Regions from separate parts of the Sus scrofa genome. Here regions 1 and 3 are each linked to region 2. Evidence: chromatin contacts called from public Hi-C and promoter capture Hi-C data. All regions are on one chromosome and are shown on one strand. The core of a region is the stretch at or near the end of the contact, and the rest is flanking DNA. Distances in the headings are between cores, read along the strand shown.

Region 1 (3,035 bases), core at 263-2,762, 390 kb before region 2:
CCATAAAAAGGAACCTTGAATGCAGCAAGAGTGTGAAAGGAGGGAAGTCACAAACACCCCACAATAATGGGGAAACTCCATTCTGGACACTGAATTGTTAATGTAAACTTGGTTCCCTCACCTATGAGGTACCTCATTTCGTCATCACTAAAGAGAAGCCCCTCCTCTACACCAGGTTCCTAACTGCCATCAAAGGCTGCTGCTTAGACCAGGCCATGCCTACAGCCAGGTAACAGAGGCAGCCACTATTAATCCCCTCTGCAGCCCAGACCCATACAGCTCAGCAGCTCACACAAGTCACAAGGGTCAATCAGGAGACCTCAAACTTTGACCAAAAGGAACAGCTCAGTATTGGGCTTACCCATCTCTTCCTTTGCTGACAATCTTCACCTCAAAGTAATAAATGCCACAGGCAGCAGGTATGGGGTGGGTGGCGCGCACTGAGGCTGCATCTTTGTGATTTTTGCCATGACCTAGTAAGAGAGGACAAAGAAATTTCAGCAAAAGGAAATGCAAATGGAAGACTCATTCTTCTCTGCTCCACAGCAACTTCACCCCTCATAGCCAGAGGAAGCCCTTTCCTGGTCCAAGGTGTAATTAGACAACAACTGAGCAAACACACAAACCTCCCACCTCATCCTCAGAACAGTAGCACTGTCTGAGACACTGTCTCCATACAAACCACAGGAGGCATATGCAAGGTGGGTGACAAGTGAGAGATTCCCTCGTGCTGCTGCCAGACTCTCCAGAATACAAGCAGCCAAGCAGCCCACTTAGGAGACTAAGGGAGGAAGAGGCAGCCCTGGAAGATGGCCCCACAACTTTAGCACAGAACCGTAGGCAGTGTCTGAGATGTCCAGCAGGTAAGCAAGCTCATGCACCTCTGGCTAATAGAGAGGATGAGACCACTAATGTCTACAGAGACGTTTAAAGCTAAGCAGTGGTGAAGGGCCCAGGGAGAGTTCCAACTACCACAGGACAGGCAAGAAGGCCTTGGGTGCAATGTCCAACCCAGCACTGGGTTTGGACACCTGTTGAGGTTCTCCTGACATCCGAAGTCTCACGGCAGAGTAGGCTAAGCAGCCAATCCTCGGTCTGGTCAGCCCACCACCCAAACACCCAACAGGAGCTAAGGCCTAATCCGGAGCTTGGGGAAAGGAAGTGATGAAGCAGGGGCTGGACAGCACAGCCACCCTGCTGACGCTCTGGCCTTTTACCCCCCGCGGCCAAACAGGCCGATACCTTTGTAGTGGACGCGGAGGTTGCCCTGGGAGAGGCCGATATAGTTGTACTTGTCCTTGGGGCTCCAGGAGCGCGGCAGCGGCGTCTCATGCTGGTTGACCGCGGGATACAGGCGCTGCAGGCGCCGGCTCAGTTCCTGCTCCCCCGGAGACGGCAGCCCGCCCCCAGCGCCCCCGCCGGAGGAGTCTCCAACCTGCGGGCTCCCAGCTCCCGGATCCGCCGTCGCCGCCGCCATCTTGGAGGGAGCTGCTATTGTGTCACTGGGGGCGGGGAAGAACAGGACTAGATCCGCCCCGCTCAGCCAATGGCCGGAGAGCAAACCCGGGCCGCAGGGAAATCGAGTCCGAGTTAGGTACCTCTCTTTGCATACTGCCACGCCCTGCCATATTTCGGACTTCATTTCCCAGAATGCAGAGCTCTCCATAGGGAGGCTAGCTCGGGCTGGTAAAGAACTTTGGGAGATGTAGTACAAACCGACTCAGTCATAAGCCTGCTTAGCCAAGCTATTAGGACACCAAAAACTACAGTTCCCGCTGGCAACGCGATTCTGGCCTCTCACTTCGCCTCCCTCACCCATGGCCTCTGTTTATCCTCCTGCCTCAATTCTGGTCGCTAGAGTCATATCTGCTGTAGTGACAGACTCTGAGAAGACCCTATTCCCAAGTCTGACCCCATCTTGGCTACTTGGCCTTCCTCCTAGCCCGCGGGCTCTGGGCTGGGGGCAAGACACAACCTTGACCCCGCCCCCGCCGCTGGGCTGCTGGGAACTGGTCGCCATGGCGACGAGCTGTACACTAGCACGGCTTTCCAGTTCGCGAGTGCTGGCTGCACGGCTGCCCTAGGGTCATGGCCTCCTCCAAACCGCAGTGCCCCAGCTTGGCGACCACGTCGAGGTAAGCGCTGGCAGGGCTGAGGGCGGAGAAGAGGGCTTTACTACTTCCAGAAAAAGAAATAAATGGTACCTGATTCGGACCTCTCTCCGTTGGTCTGGGGCTCCAACCGCACAGGATAGGTGATGAAGAAACAGAATCTCAGATGACTCCTCAGCTCAGGGAGGCCGTTACATTCTTGTAAAAGGGCAGGCATACTTTATCATTAGTAACAGCCATCTTGTTTGTATTGAGCGTGCCAAGTTTTTTTGTTTGTTTGTTTGTTTGTGTTTTTTTATCTTTTTAGGGCCGCACCAGCGGCGTATGGAAATAACCAAGCTAGGGGTCGAATGGGAGCTGCAGCTGCCGGCCTATATCACAGCCACAGCAACACTAGATCCGAGCCACGTCTGGGACCTGCACCTCAGGTCAGGACAACACAAGATCCTTAACCCACTGAACAAGGCCAGGGATGGAACCCGCATCCTCACGTATCTTCTGTCCGGTTCTTAATGCGCTGAGCCACAGCCGGAATTGTGCCATGCTCTTTACATAGCACAATTAACCCTCACAACAACTCTATGAATTAGTAATATCACCATTTTACAAATAGAGAAATAGAAGTCTAGAGAGATCATGAGTTTTACACCTGTTTATAAATGACTGAGCTAGGATTCAAACCCAGCCAGGCATGTGTGATTCCTGAAACTGAGCGCTTAGCCACAAGGTTAACAGCCTCTGCACCCACTGGTTTATGACAAAGAAGCATCACTAAGCAGCCTAGAAACATCCCGAGGCCTCCTGCTAGCTCCTGCCTGTATTCAGGGTGCAGCCTCTGGACACTGAAAATAAGATAACAAGCTCCGTTAGCCAGGAAAGTCACAAAGCATATATTTAAAACAAAAAATTTTGGAGTTCCCATCG
Region 2 (3,209 bases), core at 20-2,519:
TTAAGTCGGTCTCATCAGAGCCCAGGTCTGGCCCCAGCGCACCGGCCGTAGCCCCGAACAGTACGACTAGGGGTCCAGGCCCGGGTCGGGGGTCGGCAGCGGAGTCTGCTGTGGGGTTCGGGCCTGGGGGCGGTGGCTGGGGTGGCGGCGGAGTCATGGCCGCAGAGGAAGGGGGCGCTCGGCCAGACACACGCGGACCGACGAAGCTCACGCACGCACCGACAGACGGCAGACGCGGATCGGCTTGGGCGGGACACGGTGTGTTGGGGGCGGCACCTGCGGCCCGGCTGGCGCTGTGGGCGCTGCTGAGACCCGCCCGCAGCGCCCGGCGGGGCGGGGCGGCTACCGGCCCCCGCCCTCTCTGGGCGAGATACCTGTCGGCCCTGCGGGCCACGTGACCCGAGGGCGGCCCCCGGAACCGTGGGGGAGGGCCACTAGAACCTAGCCCTGGACGCGCGTGCTCACAGGCCTGGCCTGGGCTAATTCTCAGAACCCGGACTCCCACTCCCCTTAGCAGAACCTGCCTGACTAACGGGGCGACTCCACACTCCGCTCCCACGAGGCTTCCTCCTCACTCCTCCACCAGGAGGCCTTCGCCAAGGGAAGTGCAAAACCAAGGACCTTCTTCAGTCCGTTAGGAGTAGTGAAAATCACCAGGAGGCAGCGTAGAGGCTGAGGGAGTCATGACGGCTGGTCTGGACGGGTAGTAGAAGTCACCCATGGTCACAAGGAGTGGTGAAAATTACCGGGCATCACCCAAAGGCTTGTAGGGGGATCACCATAGGTCGATTGAGGGGGAGGGAAGGGTGTCAGAGAGCACCAAGGAACCCTTGGGATCAGTAGTCAGGGCTTGTCCCTACAGGTGCAAAGGCTGGGCCTTAGCCTGGCTTCAGGAAGGGCCCACGGTGCCAAAGCATGGTTGGAGGTGAGCAGGCCTCGGTGCTGGGGAAGAAAGAAGCGCGTTCCCACCACCTCGGCCCCAGCTCCCAAGAGCGGCACCCCAGACGGCACTGAACCAGAAGCTCCCGACCAGAAGCCTCACTCCTACCCCAGGTGAGGACTGCGACCTGCCGCCTTCCCCCTTGACCACAGGCCTGTTGCCTGGAGATATGAGCGTGCTGGGGCGGGGGGGGGGGGGCAGCGGCAAAAGCGCATTGTGCGCAAAGGGGCTGCAGATCCTCCATCTCTTCTCTCCTCCGGACAGTTCCTGTGGAGGGCTCCCAGCACCCTTTCGCCCAGTCAGGCTTGCTGAGGCTCCTTTATGGTTGAGTCTCCAGGCCGCTCCGGACTTCCCCCGGTTCTCCCATTTATGCGACTCAGAAACTGAAGATGAATCCAGCGGGTAGGAGGGACTCCAGCCCAGCAGAAGCAGACACATAGGGAGGGTTGCCAAGCCCCAGCGGAAGCTGGGGCGAGAGCCACACCTCACTCTTTCGGAGAAACTGGGCGCTGCGTCCAGACCTTCGGACCACTGAGAGAGCGAAGGAGCCCAGCGTAGAGGGGGCGCCTACGAGGCTTTGTCCACTAATTCACACTGCATCGCGTCCCCATTTGACGGATAAGAGACTGAGGCGTCTGGGAGGGTAATGACTCGCGCTGGGACACGGCGGCCAAGAGGGAGAGGGAAGTAGACGGGTCTTCCAGCGGCTTTGGGCAACAAGCACTTCCCCCTGGGATGTACGCGAGTGTCTGCGCTTTACTGCCCTACGCGAGACTGCTACCCGGCGCCTGCACACTTAACCCCACCCCCGCGAAGCGCTAAGCCAATCAGGACCGGAGGGAGGAGGACATGTCGCTCTTCGGGCTCCGCCCTCCTCTAGATAAACCTGGAATGTCAAATATTTGTTCTGTGGTCCGCGCAACAGCGAGGTAAGTTCCCTCCACCCAATCCTGGAGCGCACGTGTGCCCGGCTGAGTCGGCCTTCCTTCAGGCTCTGCCCTTGCAGCTAATTCCACCCCAAAAGCACCCCAGCCTCTCCTAAAACTTCCCTGGCGTACATCGCCCCAGGTTAGGCTCCAGTCTGGGTTCTCCTCCTAGAGGACAGAGCCCTGGCGCCCTTGCTGGGCCATCCAGCTGCTACCTGATCTCAGTCTCGCCCTTTCTGGCGACCCCTATCCATTCAACCTCTAGACCTTCGCGTTAGGCTATTCTTCCTCCAGCGCGGGTCTCAATGAGGAAGCCTCCCCCTTGAGGTGACCTCTTGGCACTTCGGACAGTCCTGAACGCATTTCCATTGGAGATGCATACATGCATGTACAGGTCCCTGCGGGGTAATGAACCCAAGTGTGGGGGGTTTCGGCTCCCCCAAACCCCCGTACACCTGTCTGACCACCCCCACCCACATGGCAATAACCATAACCCATGTTTGGACTCTTTGAAAAACGAAATTCAAATTCATTAAAATAACATTAGGGAATTCCTGTCGTGGTGGAGTGGGAATCAGACTAGGAACCATGAGGTTGCAAGTTCGACCCCTGGCCTGCTTAGCAGGTTAAGGATCCGGTGTTGTGGTGAACTGTGGTGTAGGTTGCAGAGGCAGCTTTGAACCTGCGTTGCCGTGGCTGTGGCATAGGCTGGCAGCTACAGCTCCGAATTGCCCCTTAGCCTGGGAACCTCCATATGCTGCAGGTGCAGGCCTAAAAAGGAAAAAAAAAAAAAAAAAAATTAGGCCCCTGTGTTGCTGTGCTCCCTTACCTAATCTTCAAATGGGTCCTCCTAGATCAAGCCATTATTACAAAGCAACCCACACTCCTGTTCCCCTACTGGCTCTCACATCTTCTTTCTGCTACTACAGTAAATCACTTATTGCCTCCCTACCCCACCACCCACCCACTCGCAAGGATATCAGATCCTAGAGAAAAGCTCATCCCCAGAGGAATCACTGGGCCTGCCTGGCACACAGTAGTAGCTCACAAATGAATGACGGGAGTTCCCCTGGGGCTCAGCAAGTTAAGTATTGTCACAGCAGTGGCACTGGTTGGATCCCTGGCCAGGAAAATTCCTCTTGCCTCGGGTGTGGCCAGAATGGTTGACTAAGTGCACTTCCAATATTCCATCAATAGTAACCTTCCCTGGGGCCACCAGGACCTTCGCACTAGACTCTCATTTGTGCCTTTTCCTCCCCTCCCAACTCGCCCTTGCCCTAGTTAATCACTGTTCCTCCAAATTTTCTCCTCTCAAGGCTATCTCCCTCTGTAGCAGGGGTCCC
Region 3 (2,953 bases), core at 454-2,953, 260 kb before region 2:
CCAAGACTAGCATGGGCTTGATGGAGCCACCCCAGGGAGCTCCAAGAGAGATGAAACCATCAATGAAGCGGTCCTTCCAGGCCTGGGGTTGGCGTAGTAAGAAATAGAGCAAGTGTAGGCAGCCAAGGCTGTGCCCAATGAGGAAGACCGGCTTTCCATAAGTAGCATGCATTTCTTCCACCAGCCCAGCAAGCTTCAGGTAGTACTCTTCCTGCTGGCCTGCAGCAGGGTGGACAGGTCAGAGCAGCTGGGTTAGGGGCCACCTCCCCTGCCCCAAGCCCCCCATACACAGAGATACTCACTGGGCTCCAGCCGCCAGTCGTAGGGGGCAGCCCGCACGGTCTCATCCCGCACATACCCATTATTGACCAGGTTTTGTACCAGTGTGTGCATATAACCTGGGGTGGGGAGGCAGTGGCATGGGGGGCTCTGGCCATGGTTCCAGCAAGCCCACCACAGCCTAGAGCCCCACCCTTCCCCCCAGTACACACACCTGCCAACTTGCTGTTGTCCAGGTACTCGACAGAGTAGGTCTTGCCAAAGCCGGGGACACGGATCTCTACACCGGGTGCGTTGGACACGCGCCCAGAGGTGCGGTTGTAGACAACCCTGGGGGCAGTGGGACATTCAGCAGACCAGCAGCCATGGGGCAGGGTAGGGGGCTAGGCCGGGGGGATGGCACGAACCTGGTATTATCAATCCAGCAGTCTACCCCAAGGGGTAGGAACATATTGAGATCCAGCCAAATGGTGAAAAAGTCCTCTGTCTTGCGGTAGCACATCCAGTTCACCACATCTGGTTTATCCAGCTTGGCTTCCAGCTGATTCCCCAGGCAGCCAGGTACTGCGGGCACTAGCCTTCACTCTGGATTCCTCTGATTTCCCCGCGGTAGACCCCACCCGAGACTCACCTCCCGGACACTGCAGTCACCAGCCCCACCACTTCATCTCCCACACCCTCACCTCTAGGGACTAAAGACAGGATACACTCTTTCGATCACATTTCCCACCCCACCCCCAAAGCCCAGGCTCCCCTCAGGCAGGGAAGGTGCAGAGGCCAAGGCCACTGACCCCTGCCCCCACAAAGCAAACATCTAGCGTGGCTTTCCATTACTGCCAAAGTCCAAGGGGAGAACAAATAGTATGAGGGAGTGGGGACTGGGCCTAGGAGGAGGGGGCAGGACCTGACAAGCCTCTCCTGCTCTCCTGGGCTGGGCATCTTGCCTTTGCTGGGGGGGCTGAGGAAGGAGTGGTGGGGCTTGGCCCAGGGTCCGGCGGCTGCAGCTGACCACAGCCTGTCATGCCCTGGCCAAGCCCTCAGGCATACCCACCCTCCACTCCACCCAGAGACAACTCAGATACAGGAACAGTGTGGCACAGGAAGGGGTTGATTTCTCTGCAGGTCAAGCCTTTGGCCCCTCCGAACACTGCGGCAGGGATCAGGGCTAATGCGGGGGGCAGAGGGCCTTGGCAGGCTCTGCTACCAGGGGCTGGGGTCCAGGTTCCCCAAGGTCCAGCCTGGTGTACCGGGGGCCTGGTGGGGGCTTACCGAGGATGACGGGCCGTGTGTGGTTACTGAGCTCAGCCTTGGGCGTGGTGTGCGGGGGGAAGAGCACATTGAGGAGCCAGAAGGGGGCGGCAGGGGGGAGCAGCAGCCCCAGCAGCAGCAGGACCCACTGCCGTGGGGAGCCGGGCAGGCCCATTCCGGCCCCAGTGCCTAGTGCCCAGTGAAGCAGTCCTGAGCTGGCCTTATCTGGAATGGGGGTGGGAGGGGCCCCAGGACCAGTGGGAGGGACAGCCTGGCCAATGGGGGTGGCCAGAGATTGCCGGAAAGGGGCACAGCCTCAGGGAGCCAGCTCTGGGCCTGGGTTCAGTTCCGCCTTCTTCCCTTGGTGCCAGGAGAAACAGAGCAGGGCAGCAGGAGGCCCAGAAGTACACAGTGTTTTTATTGAAAAGTCAGGCTTCAGTTGGCTGGTTCCATTCAGCTTGGCTTGGTGGGGGTCCCTGCCCACAGTAGCCTGAGCCAGATCTTCCTGCAGGCGCACTTGGCTAGACACCCTCCCTTGTCCGTCCCCTCCTCTCTGATAGTGACATTTGAACAATAAATATGCAATAAATAGTGCTCCTGGGCCAGCTGCCTTCAGAGCCCACAACAGTCCCTACCAGTCTTCTCCGGTCAGGACAGGCAACCTGGGGTTCTTGCGGACCGGAAAGTCCCCAAAACTCTCAGGGTCCTACAGGACCTCGGCTCCATCTCCATTGCCAGGCCTGGGCCCGGTCTCCAAGGAGACCTAGCAAAGCTGGGTCCAGGGCAGGGCAGGGCAAAGCAGAGCTGGTGGGTGGGTGCTGGGAGGGAGCTGTTTGTTACCCTGGACACCTCTACTCTAAGCCGCAAGTCTGTACTGGGCTCAGGAGTAGATGGTGATGACTTCCCGGCCACCGCCGCGTACCAACAGCACCCGTTCGAGGCCCTCGGTCAGCACTTCCAGGAACTCCATGTCTGTAGGGTATCAGGTCAAGGAGGCAGCACCCAGGGAAACACCAAGGGGGACCCAGGAGAGGAGCTCTTGGCTTGACCTCATACAATGTCCCCCTCCCCACTGCCCGCCTCTCCCTTGCCTCTCCACAAAGGGATACAGTTCTCATCGCCTTCACTGTTCTTGGGTGGGCCCGGCATGTTCAGCAGGACTAGGCGGGCGTCATGGGAGCGTGTGACAATGACTTCATTGAGCTTCACAGCCGTGTGCATGCGTCGCACATTGGATTGGTCCCTGCAGATAATACAGCTGATCGTGGGCCCCACCCCAGTCCACCCACAGAGCTTGTCTGCCCCATCCAACCTCCACCCCATCCCCCAGTGTGGCTGAGTCCATTTTTGCTGCACTCACGGCTTAATATGCACCAGCTCCCGGAAGTTGTCAGGGGTGTGGCTGGGGTCCCAGGGTTCGGCCTCC

The links. Promoter capture Hi-C pulls out the DNA fragments that hold promoters and counts their contacts. A called contact is a pair of places that touch in the nucleus more often than the background predicts.
Region 1: a contact with region 2 is called in a promoter capture Hi-C map of liver, with 3 times the contacts expected there. The contact joins the promoter of RANBP10 here to the promoter of ESRP2 in region 2. A contact is called at or near these places in 1 of 5 promoter capture datasets (liver), 1 of 47 Hi-C or Micro-C datasets (embryonic fibroblasts) and 2 of 2 datasets of contacts at active chromatin or transcription factors (alveolar macrophages and skeletal muscle).
Region 3: a Hi-C map of liver shows a contact between it and region 2, with 10 times the contacts expected there. The contact joins the promoter of LCAT here to the promoter of ESRP2 in region 2. A contact is called at or near these places in 2 of 47 Hi-C or Micro-C datasets (both in liver) and 1 of 2 datasets of contacts at active chromatin or transcription factors (alveolar macrophages).

What each region holds. Positions count from the first base shown.
Region 1 is chr6:28,426,871-28,429,905 of Sscrofa11.1, forward strand. It overlaps RANBP10 (ran-binding protein 10), which reads right to left and starts at 1,513. Exons shown (of 14, transcript XM_003355780.5): 1 at 1,243-1,513; 2 at 362-473. The coding sequence starts at 1,477. TSNAXIP1 (translin-associated factor X-interacting protein 1) reads left to right here and starts at 1,661. Exons shown (of 16, transcript XM_021094108.1): 1 at 1,661-2,135. The coding sequence starts at 2,089.
Region 2 is chr6:28,812,723-28,815,931 of Sscrofa11.1, forward strand. It overlaps ESRP2 (epithelial splicing regulatory protein 2), which reads right to left and starts at 1,270. Exons shown (of 16, transcript XM_021094132.1): 1 at 1,049-1,270; 2 at 1-695. The coding sequence starts at 157.
Region 3 is chr6:28,551,809-28,554,761 of Sscrofa11.1, forward strand. It overlaps LCAT (lecithin-cholesterol acyltransferase), which reads right to left and starts at 1,704. Exons shown (of 10, transcript NM_001164856.1): 1 at 1,549-1,704; 2 at 687-843; 3 at 494-609; 4 at 299-398; 5 at 296-297; 6 at 291-294; 7 at 243-288; 8 at 222-240; 9 at 1-219. The coding sequence starts at 1,702. SLC12A4 (solute carrier family 12 member 4) reads right to left here. Exons shown (of 24, transcript NM_213949.2): 22 at 2,888-2,953; 23 at 2,637-2,770; 24 at 2,354-2,499. The coding sequence ends at 2,408.